Regions from separate parts of the Bombyx mori genome. Here region 2 is linked to region 1. A link is a contact called in public Hi-C data. All regions are on one chromosome and are shown on one strand. The core of a region is the stretch at or near the end of the contact, and the rest is flanking DNA. Distances in the headings are between cores, read along the strand shown.

What was found. Hi-C and Micro-C count contacts between places; a contact is called where the count stands out from the background.
Region 2: a Hi-C map of midgut shows a contact between it and region 1, with 1.9 times the contacts expected there. The contact joins two enhancer-like sites. A contact is called at or near these places in 3 of 7 Hi-C or Micro-C datasets (midgut, posterior silk gland and whole pupa).

Annotation. Positions count from the first base shown.
Region 1 is chr13:5,266,563-5,272,441 of ASM3026992v2, reverse strand. All of the region lies in intron 2 of LOC134199950 (a long non-coding RNA gene), which reads left to right. Among protein-coding and RNA genes, the nearest start is that of LOC134199950, 9.7 kb to the left of the region's middle. Within about 2 kb of position 2,726, at least 8 of the 8 cell types and tissues checked have open chromatin away from gene starts, as enhancers often do.
Region 2 is chr13:5,318,131-5,324,009 of ASM3026992v2, reverse strand. It overlaps a transcript of LOC101741873 not described here. Among protein-coding and RNA genes, the nearest start is that of LOC101741873, 26 kb to the right of the region's middle. Within about 2 kb of position 2,574, at least 3 of the 8 cell types and tissues checked have open chromatin away from gene starts, as enhancers often do.

The DNA.
Region 1 (5,879 bases), core at 1,477-3,976:
GTACTTTGCGAGTTAGGTTTTTATGAGACGATCACATTCCTTCATCGAATAAGTCGTTTGTGAACATGAGCTAAGTATGCCATATTAATAATATAAATATAAATAACTGCCTGCGGGATTTTAACATTGGCCAAGTAGCTTGATAACAAAAATTCAGCTTCTTACATGAATTTAGCCTTGAACCTTTTTTTCAATATATACAACTATCCGATCGATTTTTTATAAAGAAAACATCGTCAAGTCGATTCATAGAAGGTAGTTAAAAACCACTCCTTTATGAACAGAGTCGGATAGACGCTAATCGCATATGTATTTTATAAGACAAACACAAACAATTAAAACGTTGTAAAGACAATCGTGACATTAATATGCAGTGCTAATGATGTTGCTTCATCGCTGCGAGTAGGTAGAATAATGTATGTGTACATTTTAATTATTTCTATACGTTAGTGCGGAGACAAGTCGTGCAACGCAATTGAGTCGACCCGACGCTCGCTCCGCGCCTCGTCCGATCTACGCAAAAGGATAATGACATAGAATATAACAAAAGATAGACAGGACATGCTTTGATAATTTTCAAATTAAATAAAGAGACTAGTGGAAGGTCAATTGGGGAGGCAAAAGCAGTCATGCGTGTCGGTTTAACGAGGGCAGCCGTTTTGTGTTATAATTGGTAATGCGACGTCATATCTCAAGATACGTGTAGGATTTCCGTGCTTCTTTAGAATCGAATTGGTCTTACACTCGCCTGCCGATATTTAAGAAAGTATTTTTACTATCAAAGAATATCTCGGAATATTTAGGCCATGTTTTCGTAAAAGAATTATTTATTCAACACGAATTCAAAATAAACTATGTAGATGCTTTTACAATGTACATATATGAGTATGACTGAGTGGCAAACCCAAGCGGCGGGTAGTGAGTAAATTATTCTACTCTTGAAATTCTTGATGTAGCGATGTACTGAAGAGTGATTGACGATGGTGGCTATTTACGATCATGTAAGGTCGTCCTTCTTTGATGAAAAAAAAAACCGTTCGTGAAAACTGTCCAGTATTGGAAATGTCGGAAATATTGACATTAAAACACGCGAGATCAAATCGTAAAAGTAGTTTTCATAAAATGTAACCTTAGAATTTTAGGAACGATTTCAATTCTTCTACGGCCGCAACATTTGTGTTCTTTTCTAACATCTATCTGCGAAAGCAAATGTCGAATTTAATATTAGGAATGTCGACGTAAGTGATGGTCTGTGGTTAATTTTGAGCCTACGCTACTACGTCCGCCGGAGAGATCCACGGAGGATGAGGCCAGGGAGGAATGTGGGCGCTTCTCGTGGGCGATCTTGCGTGGGTGAATCGGCAGCTATACCAACTTACCATAAACACATCGTCCCAGGGCCGCACGCAAAATGTTTTTTTGTGAGAAAATTTCAGATTATTGTTTCTTTTATCCCAAATGACAGCATTGAAGGAAGGTTGAATAAGGATTATGCAATTCATATATGCATGTGTTGATGGAGTCAGGTTGCAGAATTTTTATTTAGACGATCGAAGTTTAATTGTAACTGTATCCTATATAGGTCCTTAATTTCTTTAAATTAAGCTTCTTTTGAAAAGGGCTTTTATAGAGATATATTCAAAGCCTCATAGTACAAACCATAATTTACCTAAGGTAATGTGAAGTTAACTCACCATCCGTGGAATCCCTTTTTTTTTATTGTCCAAGCTGTATTGTGGGCAGGCTGACGAGCATACTGCCCACCTGGTGGTAAATGGTTCCCGTTGCTCATGGACGTCAACAATGCCGGGGTCAGAGCCAAGCCGCCGCCTACCGTTTAAAAATTATATAATTAATATTAACTAATTATTAATTATTATCATCAATTAATATTAACAAAATCTCCCTCCCGTTGGTTGGATAAAAGATTTCAAATCATACTAATTCACACTGGTAATATTTCGGTACAAAGAGCGCTAATACTGAAACGTATTTATTTCTTAGTTCTAAGTTTGCGTGCGTCAGACCTGAACTTTGAGTACCACAGGTCCAATTCATATAAAGCGACCGAGTACGTCATACATAAGTCCCTAAAAATAAAACATTACTTTTGACTGCTATTACGTCTTATTCTACTCCTCTCGTTTCGAATCCTTTTTCGGACTATTAAGGCGAAACAGACACGTCATACTAACTAAAAAAATTCGTGGTAACGAACCCATTAAATACCTTTCTAAGAATGATGAATGGCCCGTTCTATTTTTTAATACGTGTGGTGATGACCTACATTGAATGTTTAATTATTTTACGCAAATATTTTCATATTGTATTTTGTCTAAACGAAAACTAAGGTATCGTAACTATCTAGACATTTTAATAAACAGATAAATATACCTTATGCAGTTAGTAATAATTGTCATTTAAGTAAATTTTGACGTAAATGATGTAGACATATTAAGCAGTGCAAAATAATTACTTTTTAAATTTTCATGACAGATACACGAAACACTGTCTAAAGTTATTTATTTATTCATCGCGTTGTTTATTTTAGCACCATTCGAATTATAATTAATGGTTAGTGTAATTATATTCTAAAACCTAAGAAAATAGCGATAACTAAGAAAGATTCTAAACCATCGGTCCTCAAACTGTTTTGTCTCTAATACTACTCTGCCACATGTGCCAATAAAATAAACTTTGGGTGTAGCCGTTATAACCAATACTAAGAAAAAAGCTGTGTTGAATGTAGTAATATGTAGTTATACAATCATTATGTCTACATCTTAATATAACGCTCACAGATGGCATATTCACTCAAATACTACAGCACGACGCGACGGGTTCTGTAAACGAATTCCAGATAGAATCTTACAGAAAAGTATTCTGGATGTAGCCTATATGTGTACTGTTTATTATAAATTTTAGGAATGCATGAAGATAAAACCCTTTTTTTTGCTAAAATCATTTTATTCCCTGATATCCTTAATTCCCAAGCACAATAAAAAAAAAAAAAACAGATTGAATATTTAAGTTACGGTGCAGTAGGTACCGCTGTGGTTTGTTTTCATTCCACAACATTTTGATTCCGCTCTAAAAATTAAACAACTAAATAATTCTCGCTCAGTATTATTATCATACAGAAGATACTATAGCGCATTGACTACGATCGTGTGTTTCCGTGACTGTTCGTGTTGCTTCGGGTACGCTCGGGCGCGCTCGGCTGCACATACGACGTTCTCGACTCGGCAGGAAACAGGAAGTGGACTAACCGCGGGCTTCCGCTCCCATTCGCGTTCGCCGCTCGCCGGACGCACACTGTTTCATTCACAACACCAGTGTTTAACTGACTTCGGTAAATACGGTTGTTGTTCATGTCTATTATATGTTTATTGTAGATAAGCTATGAAAATAATTATATCCTGATACTCTGTTTGATTTAACTTAAAAATTACGAAATAATCATTGTTCAACAATTTCATTGCTTAACCTTTTATTCATTGATTTACTGTTTTTTTTGTTAACCAACTAAATACTATGTTCCTTATAAAATAACATTAACTTATTGACGTGATTAACGAATTTGCCCATTAGGGTGCTACTAACTCAATTTAATGACAGTTAATTTTCTTAATATTTTTTTCCCCTACTTAATCTGGTAGTCTCGATGGGCTATTCCAACATCGACTTGGTAGGTGAGGTTCTCACTCAAACTGGGCGAGCTTAGCCCTAGCAAGAGCAATGAGTGAATGCTACGTTGAATCAGACTGTATCGGAATCGCGATCCACGGAAAAGATTCGGAGAAAAACTTAGTGGGTTCTGTCTATGGATAAGATTGCACTTCGAACGAAATTCGGCAATTTCGACAAGAACGGCCACCGTTGCTTGGAGTATCTATAAGCACCGAAAGTGAATCCGGAGGATCCGATAATACGTATTATAGTGAAAAACAGCCTAGAGTAGATTTTTACTCGACTTAAGAGAATTTCAAATTTAGAGCCTTAATATTTAGAGTAAATTTAATATACAGCTGCGAGGAACAACGTACTTCTCGGTCCAGAAATGTAAATGAGTATTGTTTACGATACATTAAAACATCAAAATTTAGTTGTTTCCACGGCCTTTCGAGTTTTAGCTGTCTAAATCTGTCTGTGACGTCAATGCAGGGGTGGGGGAGTAATTAATAAGATAAAGGAGGGGTCCCTCCAACGTATACAACTACTCAATGAGCACAGAGCTACGTCACAACGTACAAACCAACTAGCGCAGGTGATAAAACTTCTCTATACGTTATTACGTGCATAGTAAGGATGAAAATCGTATGTGATTCTTTTAGACATGGTACGTACACGTCTGATGACGTTACGGGACCATCGAGACGAATCGACCTTAGTCGGGTCGCTTTGAACACTGAAACAATCACCAATATATATATTTTTAGATTATTATATTTATTATATGCAAAAATATGATGCAAACTGATAAAGCACATTCAAAACTCAAATTTCATCTACTACCTATAATTTAGATATATACATTTAGGATTGATATCTTTATCATACTAATGTTTTATCACTCGGTGACGTAGTTGTCAGCGCCCCTGACAATCGGGTCCAGAATCGCGGGTTCGATTCTCACATTGGGAAAGATCGCACGACGCATATTGTATACAAGTGCTTTTATCACTTTGTGGTACAGATAATCTTGTGTGATTTATCACTGACTATTTATTTATGACTATGACTATGGGATATGTAGAAAAAAATCTTTCCATGTACTAAATAAGTTTATAAACTACTTACTAATAGTTATATTAATAAATACATACTTTGAAAGTACCTAAAATAGAACGGTAGGTAAACTTTGAAATGCTTAATGTTTTCCGGATGCTATCTATCTTCTAACTACGTCATATATGTACATATTTTTTAATAAAATCGTTTTTATCTGTTTCGGTATGTTGATCTTCACATTCGCTGAACCAGTTTCAATGTGATTCTGAATGACATAGTGATTAACAGAAACAAGGCTAATTTAATGTAATTTCTCTAAGAATATCATGGTATTGATAAGTGCAAACCATCCTTATGTTACATTGCTTTTAGTATCATTTGACTGTGTTTTAATTTCACTTATTCTAATTATAAATCTACCTAAACTATTTCTAAATCTGAATAACATAAAGAAGTTTTGCAGTGTATTTTCCTAGATTACCTCACCTTTAGTAACAAGGTCATCAATGTTTGTATCATTTAAATCGGTTAGCATATAAAAAGATGTACTGTGATGTGAATTTGTCATTTTACACGGTCACGTAAAAACATAACATGCATTTGCAATGTACTACATTTGACAATCTAGGTATCAGTCATTAGGTAATAATGTTCATTTTTTAACCGTATTTCTTTTCGTTTCACAAAAATTCTATTTTTGTGAAACGAAAGAGGCAAGAAAGTAATTATAATATTAAATAACAAAAACGTTGTTACATTTAATAGTTTAATTTTTCGTGATTAGTTCTTATTTCGAATTAACCTAATAAATATTGAAAATCTAAACACAGTATTGATTAAAAACAAACGTATGTGTACGTATTCATAAATCTTTTATGTATTCTATACCGTGACGTAACTGGAGTGCGTTTGGCGCGGCCATTGATGTCGGCGGAAGCGTCAATGAATGAACCCCGTTTTCATTCTTATTTCACTTCCGCAAGCCGTCCTTGCTTCGCACGTTATTCGCACACGTATATGAGAGAGATAGCGACACTGCCGACTCGTGTTACAATCAAAACAATTCACTACCAAACCGCTTCTGCTTATTTACGAAAAACGGACGATTTTCGTTTGACAAAATTAAAATATTTTTTTTAAATTACATA
Region 2 (5,879 bases), core at 1,325-3,824, 52 kb before region 1:
CCGATTTGAAACATTATTTCAGTGTCAGATAGCTCATTTATTGAGGAAGACTATAGGCTATATAACATCACGCTAAGACTAATACAAGCGGAGCACCAATAAAGAATGTTTCAAAATCGGGGTATTTTTCCCTTTTGAGATTTTTCGCTGCGTACGCTGCGGAAACGGTTAAAGTTTTGCTAAAATAATGTATAACATTCTCCTTTAAAAGTTTTAAAAAAAGTCCACGACAGCATATGTCTGACCTATATTTAAAGGTTGGCTTACTATAACGTTTTTTATGCTAACCAAATTTGTTCTAAAATAAAACATTATTTGTGAAGGTGTTTTTATAAAGATGATATTAATCCCTATCCAAATAAATACGTTAATCATTACAGCATTGAAACACTCAAATCACTTCAAGATAGGCTTTGACAATTATAGATTTTTGTGGATTTCTCCAGGATCCCATCATCAGATCTTGATGATTACAGGACCATTCGGGAAGTCTACCCTTTCGAACAAAAAAGAAGAAAAAAGAATTATGAGAATCGCTTCAAGCATTCTTGAGAAATCGGTGAACATACATAGATAAAACATTATAGTCGAATTGATAACTTCCTCTTTTGGAGTCGGTTAAAAAGCATGATTTTGGTACCTTAAATAGCTCCTTAACATTCTATTATTCAAAAATATTTTCACTTTCTACGTAAATGAAGAGGCGGGTAAAATTTAGCGTTTTGCCACCAAAGTAACTATTCCACGCGGACGAAGTCGCGGGTAAAAGCTAGTGTAATAATATAACAAATGCCGGCACACATGCCGGTACGTAGGTGTCGGCATATGGTTCCTCCAAAGACATCGTTCTCTGCAACCGGTGGACCGATTAAATACAAATTGTAAACTTAAAAAGATGCATTTATATTCGACGTACTAATTATAACTAGAGGTCCTGCAGTAGTCGAAATTCGACTATAATTAATTGGAGTTGTGAGTTTGTACACTATTATGATTGTATTTTATACTTCTATAATCACAAATTTGGCCAAGGCTACACTATAAAAAAATATTAATAAAGACAAACAATATTTAATCTATTCTCAATTTGACCACAGACGTCAGAACAAAAGTTTGACAATAAAATATAGTATGCATGCGTGTGTGCGTCAAATACATGGTATGTAGTGTGTGTAATGTTTTCTTTATTGAATTAATGTATCATTTATGCATTATTTTAAATAAAATATATTAGCATTGTGCACTTCTTCTCTATATTCTCTATAAGTGTGGAAAATGTCATACTCCTCCATCCGCGCAATTTTCGTAAAAAGGGATACAAATTTTTTACTTCACGTATTAATATATAGATTCATTCGAGCACCGTAACACAAGTAGACTAAGGAAATTCGAATGGAGTATTGAGCTTGTCAAGTTTTTAACTACAATAAATATGTAACTTTTCGATTTCGAAACATTTTCAAATCTTTTCAATGTAGTTACTCTGTCCGATTTCATTTCGTTTGATCGTAGTGCGATCGTGAAGTCGCCGAAGAAAACTATAAACTACATATTCTCGAAACATCGGAAATAATAAAATGAAAATAATAAAAGCTAGGTTAAATTGAAAAAGTATTTTTAATTATATCTACGTGTGGTGGGTAGCCATCACACAACGCAAGATATTCGACAGATACCTGAATCTCGCTTACGACATTTTCAAGATAATTTCGCATATAATATACAAGTTCCGAACAACAACGTTCGGACCGTCGGTCTACCGAGCAATATCACCCGCTCAGTGGAAGATCTTCCCTTTGTCTTATATACCTACAACTACCTAACATACCTACGTTCGAAACTTGTATATATGCGAACTTATCTTGAAAATGTCGTAAGCGAGATTCAGGTATCTGTCAAATATCTTGCGTTGTATGATGGCTACCCGCCACACCACGACTCGAAAAAAAGAACATATTAAGCTCGCACATACTTTATTGTATTGAAAACTCTTTATAACTGTAGCTACTGTTTATGTTTTAACTGTACATATTTGCTTTAGAAAATAATGATATTATTTATATATTTTATGATAAGGCAATAATAAGCTATTTTGAATTAAATTTCATTGAAAATGATTTTTTTATATTAATGTGTGTTAATTAATTAATTACTAGAAACTGTTCGCGGGAAACGAGAGATGACTGGAGTAAAAGATTGTACTTCAATTAAAAATTACATTTAAAAATTTTTCGGTAGGTACCTACAAATACAGCACGCAATGTAAAGCAGCTAATGCGCGGTATTCGCGACCTTGAGCGGCCCTGAATTCATTTACATTACACATTTCCTACTAACATTACTCGCTTATGTTAGATTTAATACCTATACATGTCCGTTCCAACTTTGGGAACGGTTTCCTTAATATTACAGACGCTGACCATGCGCTTACATTCGCACGAATGATATCCGTAGCTTCATATAACAAAATTCAAACGTGTAAATTGAACATGTGCGTTCCCCAATATAGTAGTCGTAACTCACTATCTATAATCATCAGTTAGCGCTATTTTAGTTTGAACTTTAACGATAAGGCTACGAACAATCGCCTTAGTATGGAGGACAACGCCAGCTTTCGCATCAAATAAGGTGCATACCATATAGAGTGGTTGCATAATCACCAGTTATTAGTCCACTTTCCACCTGCCCACGGGCTAAGGTGTCTGTGGGTTAAGAATTTGGTACCAATCAAGTTGCGAAACAATGCGACCAAATTGGAGGCACTGTGGTACGTAGGTGCCGCGACCAGCCCGCACCCACGGCTTGTTTAATAATCAATCCGTGCTATTGCTAGTCTGTTCATTGGCGCTTAAGAAATGTTAATCCGTGTCTTGTGAAACTGTACGACGATCTAAATGAGGATTTACGTTAAATAGTTGCAAAGTTCAAGTGTACGCAAATGTGTAAACTTAGTTAATGTAGTTTTCTGAGTTGACTCACATTACATTAAGGGGGTAGTACGAAGTAAAAAAACAAGATTTTCAGATTTATCTACTAAGTAATGTTCAACGTAAAAGTTTATTTCATGAACAATAATAGTTCGTAGTTCATTCTTAATTTTATAGTTTATATAGGAACAGTGTTGAATTTCAAAAATAAAGAAATCGATATTCGTATGTTAATTAAGTAGTGCCGCATCCATTTAAAAAAGGACTTTTTGTAATATCTCTAAAGAAAAATTGCCCTGTCGTTCTATTATGCGTATTTTTAACTGGAAGCAATCTTATGTTTCCGTTTGACTGGTAAGATATTCCAATTAGTCCGAGAACTCCGCCAGAGCTGCCTCCCCAGTCTGAGGTCGTCTTTGGTAACCGCTTAGCACCAAGTGGCCCGTAACTTGTCTGCTCAATATAGTACTATTAATAAAACGTTAACATGTTTTTGTTAATTATCTCTGTACACGACAAAAGTCGATTTATATATGTATGTATGTTCTTCCATAGACTTCGATAACGCATGTCCGATTTCGATGAAATTTTGAGAATATGTGCAGCTTGGCCTTGTTTGGTAGGGATTGGATCAAAGTTAAAGTTCGGCCAGCAAAGCGAGCCTGCTTTGACTAATCTAATTTAAAAATATAACTATCTTATCTTCATGAACAAGTAAACGACGTAGTAAAATATCATTGACAGTAAATAAATAACATGCATTAACTTGTTTTATGAAACCCACAACTACGAGAGCGGTGTAGTTCCTTCATAAATATTCAGAAATCTACCTACGGCCCTGTAAACAAAACGTTCGAGCTAAGCCTCAACATTCCGCTCTATAATGGACAATATACAAACTATGTATAATAATATGTAAAGAAACTATACCTCTTTAGAGTACATTTGTACAGCACTCTATGGCTGTTAAATAATCATATAGATGACGCTGTCGGTAATGGCGACACATGTTCGTGCATATCTTATATCTATAAACGAGCAATTCTTGTATATAAATATGTATATATAATCTGAATCTAGAAAACGGCTCCAACGATTTTCATAAAATTTAGTATACAGGGGATTTCGGGGGCGATAAATCGATCTAGCTACGATTTATTTTCAGAAAATTTTGTTTTATTCGTGTTTTCAATAATCAACTTTATCAATGATTTTGATTTTTTCTTTATTTTTTTTTTTAATAATAATTTATTTATTAACCTTGAAACATTTACACATAACAGTTTGCTAAAAAAATTAAATTAGCTAAAAATTATTTATACAGTTAATATTTTTTCATTATTCTGTCGGTAAGATCCAAAAATATAATATTCATATTTCACCATTTTATCAATATGTAATTTGTATATAAATATAATTTCTAAAAAACACAATTTATAAAAAAAAACAGAAATACTGAGCTGCTAGTTGAGCTAAATTAAATAAGATAGGAGAGTTATTATAAAAAGGAATTGAATAGACTTTAAATGTCGTTTCTTTGTTTTCAGGTGAGATACCTATTTTAAGTTTACAGTGTAATTGTACAATTACTCTTGTGTACGTTTTACGTTACTAAAATAATAAATCTTTGTTTTCAGAACAACGCCATTGTTTATTTAAAACTTACAATTCCTAGTACAAAAATAGAAAAAGGTCTTATATAATATATAAAATAGCTATGATAGTAATTTACCTGTGAATTGAATATCGATGCTTGTGCAACTCGTTGTCGTAGGTGGAGTCACATTCTCTGAATAGGGATAAGTTAACAGTACTCGGTAGGTGGGTAAAGACATGTGGGTGCGCCCCCATCAATACCAGGACCGTAATTGAGTATCTTTTCGATATTTCATACTCCATACCAGGAAACGTGTACCTGATAAAATGGATGTCGAATTAAAGAGTGTGCAATAGCAATCTAGGTTTTTTTTATGTTTGAAGTATTACTGGTGGCCCTGAGACCTTTCCAGTTTCACCAGAACAAGTGGGCGAGCAAAGGCTCAGCCTGGAGGGGTGGGATTTGCTAACAGCTGCCCGAGCACATCCGAAGGAGACCTAACAACTCAAGAGCAGTTGCTTCGCGAATGAATCTACTACCGGATCGGAATCGCGACCCGCTGAGAAGACCCGGCGAGAAACTCAGCAGACTGATGCATGGGTTAGGTTAGGGAACTCTTTGTCGAGTTCGACGAGTACGGTTACCGGGGTCCCTAAGCCTGCTCCCCTAGTGTTAGAGCTGAAAGCGTCTAATGCAAAGGTTATTGGATCTGATGGATCCGTAAGAACGTGTCTAGGGCGTCGACGGTGACTGGCACCTGCGTGATCAGGATTCGGGGAGTAGTCAGCGGTGGGAACAATAAGGCGATTATCATGACGCATAGCTTTATCGAAGTACCATTCCGACGCTGACTTCATATATTTTCGGATCGATTCAAAGCCCAGGTCATCGTAGCAATCTAGGTCTTAAAGCTTTGAAGTTATCGTAGTTTAATTCTATCGGATTGAATTCGTTATATGAATACAATAGGTAGTTAAGCTAATTATGGGTACGCACTCGATATGACTAGTGCGTGTGACTAATCTCGCGCGATACTTTTGTTTTGTTTTGTTACAACTGCGCTGTTGTGATGATACACGTTTGTACCGATTTATTATATATCTATTAGGAAAATATGTAGACTTGATTCAATGAACGCGATTAGTTACATAAGTTCGAATTTGAGATGTTATTCGTTTATCTACGAGAACACCACGTTCGATTTACTGTTTGTTCTGTAACCGTACCAAAGCAAATAACTCGTTATCGGTATTGACAAGAGTTTGCGGGTACAATGAAATAAATAGAGAGAATCCTTAACCGACTCTGTTAAGACTCGCTTTCGAAGTTGTGAGACCATGTGTTCCGCGTGCACT